Linked DNA regions of Mus musculus: region 2 is linked to region 1. Evidence: chromatin contacts called from public Hi-C data. All regions are on one chromosome and are shown on one strand. The core of a region is the stretch at or near the end of the contact, and the rest is flanking DNA. Distances in the headings are between cores, read along the strand shown. Region 1 has its middle 99 kb from the start of Aatf. Region 2 has its middle 13 kb from the start of 1700109G15Rik.

Region 1 (6,820 bases), core at 1,384-3,883:
AAATGGCTCAGCAGTTCTTCTTCCAGAGGACCAGGGTTCAATTCTTAGTACTCACATGGTGGCCACCAGTGACTCTAGTTCCAAAGATGCGACACCCTCTTCTGCAGACACAAGGCATGTATATAGTGTACACGCAGGCAAGAACAGCCCCACATGCAAAAGAAAAGATAAAATCCTACCCCCCCCCCAAAAAAGGGTGGATTTTGAACTGTTCATTACACCTCAGTAACAAAGCTACACAGTGCCTGAGGAACTAGCAAGGGACAGGGGTGACAAGGGTGCCATGCACTGGAATCCAGGCTCTTCAGGTCACCTGCCCCAGCTGCCCTCTCTGATCGCTGGTTTCTTCTTTTCTATTGGTTCCCACTCCTCAGCAGCAGGGCTGCACCCCTCAGCTGCTGTCTCCCGGGGCCTCTAGGAAAGCTTGATAAAGGAGGGGCCCGGCTGTCCCTGGCACTGGCTCCTTTATTAGCAAATTGGAGTACAAAATGAAACCTGTTAGGGTCAAATCATACGACAACTGTCTTCGTCTTACTGTTCTCTCTCAAACTCTTCTAGGGCTGGCCACTGTGGATTTGGTTCAGCTTAGCTGTGTGTGTGTGTGTGTGTGTGTGTGTGTGTGTGTGTGTGTGGTGGTGGTGGTGTAGCTCCAGGTGATTTGTGATTTGGTTCAGCTTAGCTGTGTGTGTATGTGTGTGTGTGTGTGTGTGGTGGTGGGGTAGCTCCAGGTGATTTGTGATTTGGTGCAGCTTAGCTGAGTGTGTGTGTGGTAGTGGTGTAGCTCCAGGTGAGCCGCCCTGACACAGAGCTCACAGCGCCCAGGCATTCTCTGTGACCCTCCAGGCCATATCCTTGCCTTCCCCACAGGCCCAGACTGGAATTCCTCAACTCCCAAGCAGCACCCCAGGGTGTGACCTCTACTGTGCAGACAGGGGTCCTCAAGGAGTTTCTACAAGTCATTGCTGTTGGGAGTGAAGACATCTCACGCCTGACCTTCAACATAACCGCACAGTCTCAAGCCACATAAGTGTGTGCACAGCCCCCTGGGTGAAGACTCTGGTCACCAAGCCCTGTGCTCAAAGTATGGTGGACCAAACGTCCCTTCCCTTCTGTGCAGGCTCCTGGGCTCCACCCTGGATATCAGCCAGTAGGAGCTGCCCTCCAGACTATGACTGAGCACCGGGCTGGGCTGCAGGGTCTCGCTCCTTCCATGGTTCATGCAGTTCCCAAGCTGATCTCCGGGTCACTTATAGGCACAGAGGCAATGGGGTGGAGACTTCTCAGGCCGGTTCACACCACCCTACAGTATCTGCATATTAAACTATCAGGGACAGCACTGCCTTCAAAGAGAGAGGATCAAAATGTTGTCATCTTTTAATTTAATCCTTTTGTTGCATGGGATGGTCTTAAGAGGGATGAGAGAGATCCAAATAAAAATGGAAACAAACTATATCTTTGGGAAAACTATATCTTTGTGGCTGTTAGGTTTTAGCCCTTTTTTTTTTCTCAATTTGGGCCATAAAATAGGTCAGCTCCATTACTGATCAGCCTTCCCACAAATATTTAAAACAAATTGAATTGCACACCCAATACCCATCACAATTACACCAGGCACAATAACTAAATTAGCAATTCAACAAAATAATTGGAAATGCGATTCTCTATTCCACCAGTCTCCCTCGAGGCTTTAGCCGATCTATGGGGGAAAACTCGGCTTTCCTAATTCTGCAGCTAATTAGAGGCACACTTGTAAATGAAGTTGTTTGTCTTGAAGTTGAAATTCTCTTCTGGGGGGTGGGGTGGGGGAGAGGCAAGGGGAGACTACAAGTCCTCACTGTGGAAGGAGTGTATGCGTAGAGCTTCGTAGAACAGAAGCCCAGCTTCCAGTGAGCTGCCCTGTCTACACTTAATAAAACATCAGCTTTTCACTATCACATAAATGACAGAAAAGGGCCAGCCTGGCGCTCAACTTTGAAAATAATGAGGCACACGTGTTTGTTGTACTTACAACAACCAGGGGCCACGAGGACTGTCAAAACCAGAATGACACAGTAGCCATCAGTGACAGAATCCACAGCTGCTGCTTGTTCCCCCTGACCTCCACTTGGAACAGAAAACCAAGGGTTTTACCTTAAAAGGAATGTAAGGTGCACCGCTCCTGGCCCTCGGAAGCCAAGGCAGGACCTCCTGACCAGAGCACAAATCCCCGTGGCCTACTTGCCCAGGCCACTGCAAGAAGCAATCTCAAGGCTTAGGCCGTCCTTGGCCTCATTTTGCTCCTCCTGGAAGGAAGAGTTCCGTCTAATTATATAACAGGAACTAGGGCTTACATCTGTCCCCTCTCACCCTCCTCCAGGATTGAGATGTGACCTTAAAACAGTCTCTACGGGGTTCCAGAGGTTTGAGGGGCCAACCAACCGCAGGACATTCTGCCCTGTAGGAGTTACACACACACACACACACACACACACACACACACACACACACGCTGGGCCTGGGCCTCTGGGAGCAAAGCTTTTCAAGGCAGGTGCCCCACAGAATCCTGGGAAAACACTGCAGCTTGTTAGGTGGGGTTGCAGAGAGCCCCCATTCCTGCTAAGGCACCGATAAGTGGATTCAGAGTCCCCTGCCCCTTTCTGCTTATCTTCTCAAACAATACCAGCCCAGAGTTATCACACTCCAACGTGTTCCCTATTAGGCTTCCGTGGGGCTCTTAAAGCCAAGTGCAGCACGCTACAACTTGAAAGGACACAGGAGTCAAACTGGAAAATAATTGTGTGGCTTCAGGGATTCTGTCCCCGCCTAATCCCCCAGGAGAGGCTCACCCTCCCACAAGCACTCTGGGCACTAGACAAACCACCCACGGCAGCACTTTTGCTTACCCCAGATCCTAGGGCTGAGAACTCGGGAGACATGCCGCTTCCACATCTCGAAGGGCCTGTGAGCTCTGCCTATGGGGCCTGGCACAGGTGTGCGACTCGCAGGCCTGTCTGCCCGGGGACAGCTGGAGCTCTGGCTGGCCTGTCAACTCTCAAAAAGATGGGGGAGTAGTTACACAAAGCTGCACCGTCCTGCAGCCTTAGGTAGCCCCACTAATCAACCTTACCCTATAAACATTCCATCAGATAGCTAGGTCTACCTGCCCCGAGCCACTCCTCGAGTCAGCACCTCTTAGGCTTCCCAGACATCACCACAGGACTGGACATCACCAGAGGACAAAGGGAGTCCCACACCTGGACATCACCACAGGACCGGCAGGCCTGGACCTCTCTGTGGAAAGCGACTGCAGAACTGAGTTAATTGCTCTCATCTCCTGTGGGCACCACCTGCATGCTAATGCACCCGCCCTCCAGCGGGCTCTCTGGGTAAGGAAGCATCCAGAACACCACACCAAATCCTCCTAGGCAAAGTGAGCCACACCTGAGAGTGGGTTCAGGGGCAGGCGTCTAGGCAGAGCAGCAGGTGTGACGGCGGCAGTAAACGCCGGGATTGAGAGGACACCAGCTGGAGCACAGCTCTAGGTGTGGCCTCAGCCAGAGCCCACCTCACCGTAAGTCGATAAACAGCTGAGAACCGGGCCAGGAGCAATATCCTAAACAGATCCTGTGACTTCCTAAGGCAGCCACTGCCCACTCAAGACCCTAAAAAATAGGCTGACTGACCCATCTAATTCTCCAACTTAAAAAAAAAAAGATTTTATATTTGTTAGTTTGTATGGGTGTTTGGCCTTCATGTATGTCTGTGTGCCATATATGTACCTGGTGACAACAGAGGCCAGAAGAGGGCATCTGATCCCCTAGGACTAGAGTTGCAGATGGTTGTGAGTCACCCATGTGGTTTCGAGGAATTGAACCCAGGTTCTCTGGAAGAGCAGCCTCTTAAGCTCTGAGCCATCTCCAGCTCCAAGATTTTTTTTTTAAGAGTATGTGTCTGGCTGGGCAGTGGTGGCGCACTCCTGTAATCCCAGCACTTGGGAGGCAGAGGCAGGCGGATTTCTGAGTTCGAGGCCAGCCTGGTCTACAGAGTGAGTTCCAGGACAGCCAGGACTGCGCAGAGAAACCCTGTCTCAAAAAAAAAAAAAAAAAAGAGTATGTGTCTGCCTCTTTGTCTGTCAGTCTGTCTGTGTCGAAGTTGTCTTTGGCATTCAGAAGAGAGAGCTGGAGTGACAAGCAGCTGTGACCTAGGTGCTGGGAACTAACTTAGGTCATCTAGAAGAGTGCTACATGTCCCTAACCACTGAGCCATCTCTGCAGCCCTCAGACCTCCACAGAAAGCATCACAGACTGTGGTTCACCCTCAGGTTACTGACAGGAACCCCGAGTCTGACTTCCACCTGTCTGTCCTCCATCCACAGCACAGTTCTATGTGTCCTGTCTCTAAAGTCCTGACAAACTCACTGTCTGTCCCCCTGAGTCAGCAAGTGCCAGTGCACCCAGACTGTGGCCAGGGAACAGGGGGACTAAGCTCTTCTCTGTCACCCTCAGGGGAATCTGGGTGGCAGGGAGCTTTGTGTCACCATCAGGCTGTCTCTTGGAGCCTTCTAGTCTCTGCCATTGATTTTGAATTTGCTTTTCTTTCCTCTCCATATTCTGTTAAATTTCCTGTCTTAAGAATTCAGCATCCTTGACCTCAACAAATGAACTCTGAGAACCCCGAACCAGGGGAAATAAAGCCATGAACTCCTCAGGAATGTAAATGTTGCTAAAATGACCCTTCCAGAGACCCACAGGGCATTGGGAAATCTATAGCCACACGGGGAAACAGACCTTAGATAAGGCAACTGGCCGCTCACCCCAGCCTCCCCGCAAAAGGCACAGGTAATGAAGGCTTCGTCAATAGAGCTGTCGGACAAATTGAATATACACAAATCGCAGGCTGATATGGATCCCTTGGACTGAAGAGAATTAGTTAATGAACTTACCAAATGACAGACAGTTGGTTTTTTTTTTTTTTTTTCAATGTTATGAAGGAGAATGGAAGAAAAGAGAAAATGTGGTTGGTGCACTTAAAAACAAAAGGTCTGGTTCAGGGAGGCAAGCGCCACACAGTACCTAGCCCGTCGCCAATACAAGCCCAGGGCTTGTTGAATCCGAACAGCAAGTTTGTCTGTGGGAAATTTGGATTAAGCAAACCTCAGAAAAGGCAGCCCAAGGGCTCCAGCATCCCCAGCTGAAGCACACGCCCCGCCCCGCCCCGCCCCGCAGCCTGCTAGCCCCAGGCTCCTTCCTCCTCCTCCTCCTCCTCCTCCTCCTCCTCCTCCTCACCTCCTCTCATTTCGGAGTCTGGCCCAGGAGAGATTCGGGTCTTTCCACACAGAGTGACTGCTCCAAATGAAATTGTTTCTCTCTCTCTCCCTCTCTCTCCCTCCCTCTCTCTCTCTCTCTCTCTCTCTCTCCCTCTCCCTCTCCCTCTCCCTCTCCCTCTCCCTCTCCCTCTCCCTCTCCCTCTCCCTCTCCCTCTCCTCTCCTCCTGTGTCTCTCCTCTTTCTCCTCCTCCTCTTCTCTCTGTCCTCTCCCCTTCTTTCAACAACTGTGATTAATTTGTCCTTTTAAAAATCAACACATAGCTGGGCATGGTGGCACATGCCTTTAGTCCCAGCACTTGGGAGGCAGAGGCAGGCGAATTTCTGAGTTCGAGGACAGCCAGGGCTACACAGAGAAACCCTGTCTCGAAAAAAACCAAACCAAACCAAACCAAACCAAAAAGCCACACATGAAAATTGCACACTTGAGGTCTCACCACTTTTGACACACCCAAGTCTGATGAGCATGGTGATTGCACACACCCAGCAGGGCTCTGTGGGGAGAACACTATTCTAGCTTCTTCAGTGTGTCAGACACCACCAGAATGCATGTCTCCTTCAACTTCAACTTTGTAACTCTCCTGCCTCTGTAACCACTGCTTTGCTCTCAGCTTCTGTGAGATCACCAGTCTTAGACTCCGCCTCAGTCAGACCACACAGTGCTGACTTAGTGCTCTCCAGCTGCAGTGTCACAAAAGACAGGGCTTGGCCTTTTCACAGGTGAATACTATTCCACTGTGTGTACGTGCCACACTTTACTATCAATAAATGAGCATTTCGGTTGAGTTCTTCTTTTTCTTTAGTATCTATCTCTCTGCTCACTCTCTCTGTGCTGTCTCTCTCTCCCTCCTATCCTCTTTCCCTCTCTCTCTCTGCTCTCTCTCTCTCTCTCTCTCTCTCTCTCTCTCTCTCTCTCTCTCTCTCTCTCTCCCTCTCTCTCTCTCTCTCTCTCTCTCCCTCCCTCCCTCTCCAGGATAAACTTATGGCAATTCTCCTGCCTCAGCCTCCCCAGGGCTGGGATTATTGGCACCTCGTCTCTCTTAGCAATTACGAATAGCATTATGAATAGTCTTACAGTAACGTGGAAGGGCAGATGCCCGGTCACCCGAGTCTGTCACCACTGGAGAAACCTTACAGAAGCTGCATGTTCTTCTCATGATGGCCAAACTCGCTTCCATTCCCCACACGGGATCCCTCCACATGCTCGCCGGCACGTACCTTTCTTCCTTTATATTCTTCTACACGGAGCAGGTGGCATCTCACTGTGGCCTTTTATTTTGTGGGTTTTATTATTTTAATCTTTGTAACAACAGTGAACCCACAGTCACCAGGGTGAATGTAGGTGTGCAAGCCCGACACAGCGTGCTCGTGGCAGTGAGTGTCGTGGTCAGAGGACACTGACCTCTTTGGTTGAGACAGAACCTCTGTTATCTTCTGTGTAGGCCAGGCTAGAAGTGTCTGAACCTTCTCCTGTCTCATCCTGGGTCTCTCCTGTCTCCAGCTGCTGAGCATCTCCCA
Region 2 (6,820 bases), core at 2,377-4,876, 290 kb after region 1:
TAAGCCACCAACCAAGGAGTACACATGGCTCCAGCTGCATATGTAGCAGAGGACAGCCTTGTCGGGCATCAATGGGAGGAGAGGTCCTTGGTCCTATGAAGGCTTGATAGATGCCCTAGTGTAGGGGAATCAAGGGTGAGTAGGTGGGTGGAGGAACACCCTCATAGAGGCAGGGGGAGGAGGGATGGAAGAGGGGGTTCTGAGAGTGGGGAAACCAGGTAAGGGGATCACTTGAGATGTAAATAAATTTAAAAAATAAATTAATTCAAAAAAATAAATTTGAGCAGGTCCACTTTTCTGACCACCAGGTCCTCTGCAAAATGAAAATGATAATGACTGAGAAGTTTGTGTTAGCACATAGTAGGGATATAGCAAATTGTGGTCCCACTACACAGAGGCAATACCTTGTGATGTCAGGAATAGCAGGCTTGACGAGCCAAGGATGCTCCCTGGAGCTCCCGAGAGACTGCAGCTTATTGTCCTTAGTTATCCATCCTACCTTCGCCCTTGTCTCCATGGACAAGAGAAGTTGGACTGACCATCTCATGAAGGAAACAGCTGCCCTCACCCCAGCTCCCCTGCATCCCTTCAAGCTGGAGAGTGGAGAGTTTAGAGACCCCCCCCCACCTCTTAAGTACACTTAAAACAAAAACATAAAACAGTTTCACTGGATATCCCTGTCTGACCTGGAACTCATTATGTAGACCAGGCTAGCCTCAAACTCACAGAAAGACTTTCAAGTACCAGAATCAAAGGCATGTGGCTACTGCACCCAACAATATTTTTTTTTGAGACAAGTTCTAACATAACCCAAGTTGTGTCAAACTTCCTAGGTAGCCAGTGTCGTCATTACTTTTCTACTTCTGTGGTAAGACCTCATGACCAAGGCAACCTGTAGAAAGTTTATTAGGGGCTTACAGTTTCAGAGGGTTAGAGTCCATGGCCATCATGGTGAGGAGCATGGCAGCAGGCAAGTGGACATGGTGCCAGAGCAGTAGCTGACAGCTCACATCTAGATTCATAAGCTCTAGGCAGAGAGAGCTAACTGGAAATGGTGTGGGCTTTTGAAACCTCAAGGCCCACCCTCAGTGACATACCTCCTCCAACAAGGCCACTCCTCCTAATCCTTCCTAAATTGGTCCACCAACTGGGAACCAAGTATTTAAATATATGAGCCTTAAGGGGTCATTTTCATTCGAGCCACCACATCAAGGATGACGTTGAACTTTTGATCTTCCAGCTTCCTTCCATCACCTGATTACAGGCATGTGCCACCACACCTGAATTTTGGTTTGGTTTTGATGTGGTTTGGAGGATCAAACCCAAAGTACCAAGCACAATAGGTGGCCACTCCACCAACTGAGTTATATCTCTCAAATCCCTCCAAATATACACCTTAAACATATATATCATCTTGGTCACGTTCTAAGGCAAGGCATCCCAACTTGTCCACATATCAGAAACTCATGGGTAAGCTTTAAAACTTAGCCGTGAGTCAAAGCATGAGTTTCTGAATCAGTATGTGTGTGAGCAAAACTAGACTCTGGACATGAGGGTTAGGAGAAGAGAGGCTGAAAAGATCCTGGGTAATTCCATTGAGTGGTCTTGTTTGGTGCCTTCCATCTTTTACTTCCAAGAGGTTTCATTTATTCATTCATTGGATCAGCAGGTATTTCCTGAGTGCCTAGGATTTGTCTTTGTGTGCTCTGGGAAGAGATTTCAGAAGAGGAAGACCCGAAAGCCACAACACAAGAAAGAGTGTATGGAGTTCACCTCTCTCCTGTTCATCCCCTTCAGCCCCAACCTTGCTCCGTCTCACGTCCATGGGACTGGGTGTCTTTTCTCTAGTGAAGGACAGAATTAATATTAAGTCCAGGCATAGTGGCATACAATTTTAGTCCCAGAACACAGGAGGCAGAAGCAGGTGGATCTCTTTGAGCTGGAGGCCAGCCTGGTCTACATAGTGAGTTCCAAGCCAGTCAGGAAACCACAGTGAGATCCTGTCTCAAAACAAAACAAAGACAAACCACACATATTAAGATTCAACTAAGCATCCTGCTCTGCAGCTAAGATCTAATGTCCATATGGCTCCAGTCCTCACCAAATCTGTCTGTGGGAGCCTTTGGGAGTGCTGCTACCGAGGACATGCAGGATACAGGTAGTTGCTCACTGAAGCTCATAACTCAGCAGTTGGTTAGGGCTTCTCCCCCAAGCAATTATGCACTGTCTAAGCGAAGAGCCTTGGAATTATATGTGCTTGTTATTAATCACATCCAATCATCAATCAGCCGGCCATTCATAAAACTGATACACGCCCTACTATATGTGAGATACTCAGCTGGGGGCGGTGGCAGGTACTGACTTCGAGGAGTGTAGAACTTAGGAAGAATTCATGCGGTTGTACAAGTGACTCAGAGGCCAAACCTGACTGAGCACCTCTGGGATGGACATGAGACTGGGGGTGAGTCAGAGTTCATGAGATTCCACTCCCCCAAATGTAGAGATTCTTGGCAATCATGGAGGTCCTATTTCACCAGAGAGGTGAAGCACTTCAGCCAAGGTCACACAGCTGGGTGTACCATAAATAGGTGATGGATCTGCTGAGATTACTCACCAACCCCAATTACATCTTCACCACTAATAACTTGGCTCACGCTCCCCTAATGGGATTTCCTCCTTGGACATCAGCCTTCCCTTCCCCCCTTCCACTGACACTGGCCAATTAGACAAGGGCAGGTGCTGTGATTGGGGTCACAGTGAGAGGAAGAGATGGAGAGGGCCACAGCTCACCCCCAACCTCAGCTGAGAAAGAGGTGATCCGTCTCAGGCACTCACAGCCTGTAATGAAGTCTGGGAGAAGGTTGTCCATGTGGGGGAGAGAGAGGGGCAGGTTTTGAAGCCAGCTCACTACCACCACCCCATGACACTAATCTGAACACTGTACCCCTTTCTGCTCCCTATCTGAGCCTGGCAGGCCTGGAGAGACATGCAGGACCGCAGACATCCAAGCAGATGAACAGCGCCAAAGGCAGCCAGACAAAGCGAGAAACAGGCTGGAGCTCAGCTTCAGTGTGCTTGGCTACTGTCCAGTGGAGGCCCTTTTGTTAGGTGCTGCCCTCCACTTCCAGTGGCTGAGGCACAGGAAGTCCAACGCCTCTGCTGTGCAGGAATACTGGAGGGGCTGGAGGCAGATCCCAGCTTTCCTCTGTAGGAATGCACGGTCTCCTCGTGGGGCACCACAGGCTCAAGTAGGAAAGAGCTAGACTCTGCCAACAGCAAAAAAGTCTGCAGGTGTGTCAGAGCATCTGTCCTGGAAGCTAAGGCCACCGGCTCAACTACAGTAGAAGGGCACAGCATCATGTGTGCAGAGGCAGGTACCATCAGGACAACTACGGCCTCTGCCCCAACCAGAGCACAGCAAGGCTCTCTGATGATCTCGGGAGAGTCCTAGCTGGCTAATCTGGAGCCTTGCGGTCCCCAGAACACTGGTTCTTTGGGTCTAATTTAAATCCCTTCTGCTGCAGCTTAAATCTAATTCCAGTGATCAGTAGGTGGTCAGTGGGGTGGAGCAAAGAAGCAAAGAACAGATGTTACCGGATGCCAGCTTCATTCAGATTCCCTGCTCAGCAGTCTGGTCAGCTGGAGTTGTCTGAAGGAGCCTCTCTGCTCCCAATCACATAGAGGACCTGGGTGTGTGTGGGACCTGCCAAAATTTCTTTTTTGGGGGCGGGGGTGGGGTCCCTGCCAAAATTTCTAATTTGAGTGCGGGATTTGTGTCTTGAGTGCACAGGTAGAGACATGAACTTGCCTCTGGCATGCCACACAACCGGATTCCCACTTAACAGCCCAGGGCCAGACACCCAAGTTCCATCCCACGCAATACATAGGCTCTTCTCTGCTCAGCCCTTTCTCCTAAGTGACCCCAGGTCATGGACTTTCCTCAGCTTCCTCCTGTGCCATTTCCCTCCGGTCTAGATGTCCACATCCAAGACCAAAACAAAACAAAACAAAACCCCTTAAGGAGCCGGCGGCTGTCAAGGATGGGAATGGAGCAGGGAAGGCTGACCCAGAGCATACCGCACAGAAGGTCTCTGTTCACCTGAGCCTCTCCCTGGTGCCTGCCTGGCTGTCCCCTGCCAGCTCCACCTAACCCAGTGCCAGCAGACCCAGCAGGAGTGCCCGGCTCTGTTGAGCTCCACAGCTAAAGCAAAGCGCCCCGCGCCTGCGCACCCTGAGCCTCTGTGGGGGCGTTCCTGATCTGCCCCCAGGATGTTAAGTGCAGGGCCCAGGCTTAAGTAGCAATTAACGCTACAGAGGAAGAAAGAGAAGGCCAAACAGCCTGCTGTTTATTTCCACCTCTCTCTGATCCATGTTCCTCCTAGTTACAAGAAAAGAGGAAGAGAGAGTGAAAGAGAAGAAGGGAGAGAGAAGAAGAAGAAGAAAAAACCTGCACTAAACCAAACTGTAGTGCAATTACAGCTGGAGGGAAAAAAAAAGACATGCATTAAATGGATGTTTCTGCACAAAAACCCCAGGCTGACAACATCTCTGGCCTTGTAAAGGGGAAAGGACTGTGCCTGGGTGTTTACATAGCCGAAATCAGGGAGAATTATGCTGTCATACTGACAACTGTAGGAGGACAATTTTAAAATTACACCGTTCAACACCTTTAATGATTTGTAACAGAAGAGGTGTGGCTACTCCTATTAAATGTGTTGCCAAATCAATAAAAGGGATAATTGGAGTTGTTAGAGCAAATTATAGCAGCGTTTCTTCTGTTGCTGTACAATGTTGCCTTGTAAACCGCTATTACAGGCAGCGCCGTATTTCTCTCTTATTTGGGCGCTTTGTAATGAGTTGGCATTTTGCGGCATAATAGTTCCACTTTCTTTTATGGAGCGCTCACTTTAACTTTTTCTCCTTTGTGCAGCCTATAATTTCCTCGCCCTCCCTGCCTCCCTGCCTGTTTTCAGAGGTGGCCGCGCTGCCTGTCAGCAGCCTCTGGGTGATAAACTATATTATTTCACATTATTTTCCGGCCTTTTCAATTGGCAGTCAGATGGGGTTGAGGGGTAGATGGGTCTGAAGGGATGGGCATGGGGAAAGTGGCGAGAGACGGGGCCGGGAGAGGTTTTTTTAAAAATTCACATCAACAGCAAGGGAAGGGAGTAAGAGAAGGGCAGACTGGCCTTACTCCCCCCGGGGGCGGGGGCTTGGCCCTCTAAACATAGGACTTTGGACAGAGTGGTGAGCTTCTGGCTGGGGGAGGGGAGACGCTGTCCTATCAGGTCTAGGCATCCCAGAATATCTGACTTAACCTTACTCATTGAAACAAACTAATAATCCCAGAACTGAGGAGATATTGATCCTAATGGGCCCTCTCCCCGCCCCAGAAAAGCTGTAAGGCTCTCCGCCCTGGGAAACACCTTGTGACTCTCAGGTGTATGAACCAGAGGAGACAGACAACCCGTTCCCACTGCAGGGAAGACAGAAACTTCCGAGGCACCATGTTTTCTGCTGGAAAGATCCACCTCAGGCCTATTCCTGGGGACTTGTCGGTTGTCTCGCGCGAGCATTGAACCCAGGAATCCAGAGCTCCTGACTTGACTGTGCTTCCTTGGCTCGCCTGCCCTCGGGCCTTGGCCCCTGGCGGGGCAGGACAGAGTCCTTGGGCAGGCAGGGTCCCTTCCTACTGTGTACATCATTCAACTCCTGTAACAGCAATAAAAGCTCCTGGCCTAGAGAAGCCTCACTCAGTCAGTCCCTGCATCGGGCTGCAGGAGCATCAATCTGAATTACCAAGAGGTCTCAACAAGAGACAATTGGAAAAGAAATGCCACTTTATTACTTCCGCGGAGCCGCCATCCCTGGAACCCATCTGCTGCCAAGCGGAATGCGCGCGCGGAAGCTGCGTGGAGCTCAGATAAGACTTGATGGTGGACAAATAAGACTCGTTTGCAGTGCGCAGCATCGATTTGCTTGCCAACCATGAGCAAAGTTCTAATTCTCCCTGGTAGGCTCTGCAAGCACCCTCTTGTTTCAATCCTTCATGAGCAAGCTAACTTTATCTTAGAAGGGCACGTGAAAGCCGGTCTGCTCAGGTACGCAGAGAAGTTTGGATGACTGAGGTTCCAGGGCTTGCCCCTAACCTGGGCCAGATTTCCAGGGACTGTTTGAGCACCAAAACCCCTGGCATAAGGCAGACACCCATGCAGATGTTCTTATAATACCACTTACAGGAGAAGCTGAGAAGGCTTCAACTCAACCAAGAGTTCATTCATTCACTTTCCATCTTCTTCTCCCCCCACCCATGGTACTGAGTACCAGGAGGAGGTTGCACCCAGGGCCTTGTGTATACTAAGCAAGAACTCATCAGCCATCCATCCATCCAAACTTTCAGCCCTGTAATTGTCAGTTTACCCAGTGTTAACTATCTCCAAGATTCCAAGCACAGCCCTAAGGGTCTGGGTCAGTAAAATAGGCGCCCTCTCGGCCCTTATGGAGCTGATGTCCTGTTGGAAGCTGATCGTGGGCTGAATTACCAAGAGGTCTCAACAAGAGACAGACATCGAATAACCATAGCAGTGTGTCATTAAAGAGTGTGATAAATGCCAAAAAAAAGGAAAGACAAGAGCTTATCCATAACAACAGCCTGGAAGCAACTCCCATGCACAAGAGGGGCCAGAATGCTCAAGTCCACTGGCCTTAAATAAAGATGCAGAGACAGGCAAGAGTCCTGGGTAACTAGGGACATGCCAAGAGCTGGCCATTGATCCAAGCTTGCAAGAGATAGCCAGAGAGGGCTTGTAGCAGGAGGACC

What was found. A called contact is a pair of places that touch in the nucleus more often than the background predicts.
Region 2: a contact with region 1 is called in a Hi-C map of the G1E-ER4 cell line, with 2.3 times the contacts expected there. The contact joins two enhancer-like sites. A contact is called at or near these places in 9 of 484 Hi-C or Micro-C datasets (the G1E-ER4 cell line, Th1 cells, beige adipocytes and 6 more) and 4 of 115 datasets of contacts at active chromatin or transcription factors (embryonic basal ganglia and embryonic stem cells).

Annotation. Positions count from the first base shown.
Region 1 is chr11:84,410,683-84,417,502 of GRCm38.p6, forward strand. No RefSeq gene overlaps it. Among named protein-coding and RNA genes, the nearest start is that of Aatf, 99 kb to the right of the region's middle. Within about 2 kb of position 2,634, at least 15 of the 459 cell types and tissues checked have an H3K27ac peak or open chromatin away from gene starts, as enhancers often do. A contact at or near this core is called in the G1E-ER4 cell line, where this site is marked.
Region 2 is chr11:84,703,780-84,710,599 of GRCm38.p6, forward strand. No RefSeq gene overlaps it. Among named protein-coding and RNA genes, the nearest start is that of 1700109G15Rik, 13 kb to the right of the region's middle. Within about 2 kb of position 3,627, at least 37 of the 459 cell types and tissues checked have an H3K27ac peak or open chromatin away from gene starts, as enhancers often do. A contact at or near this core is called in the G1E-ER4 cell line, where this site is marked.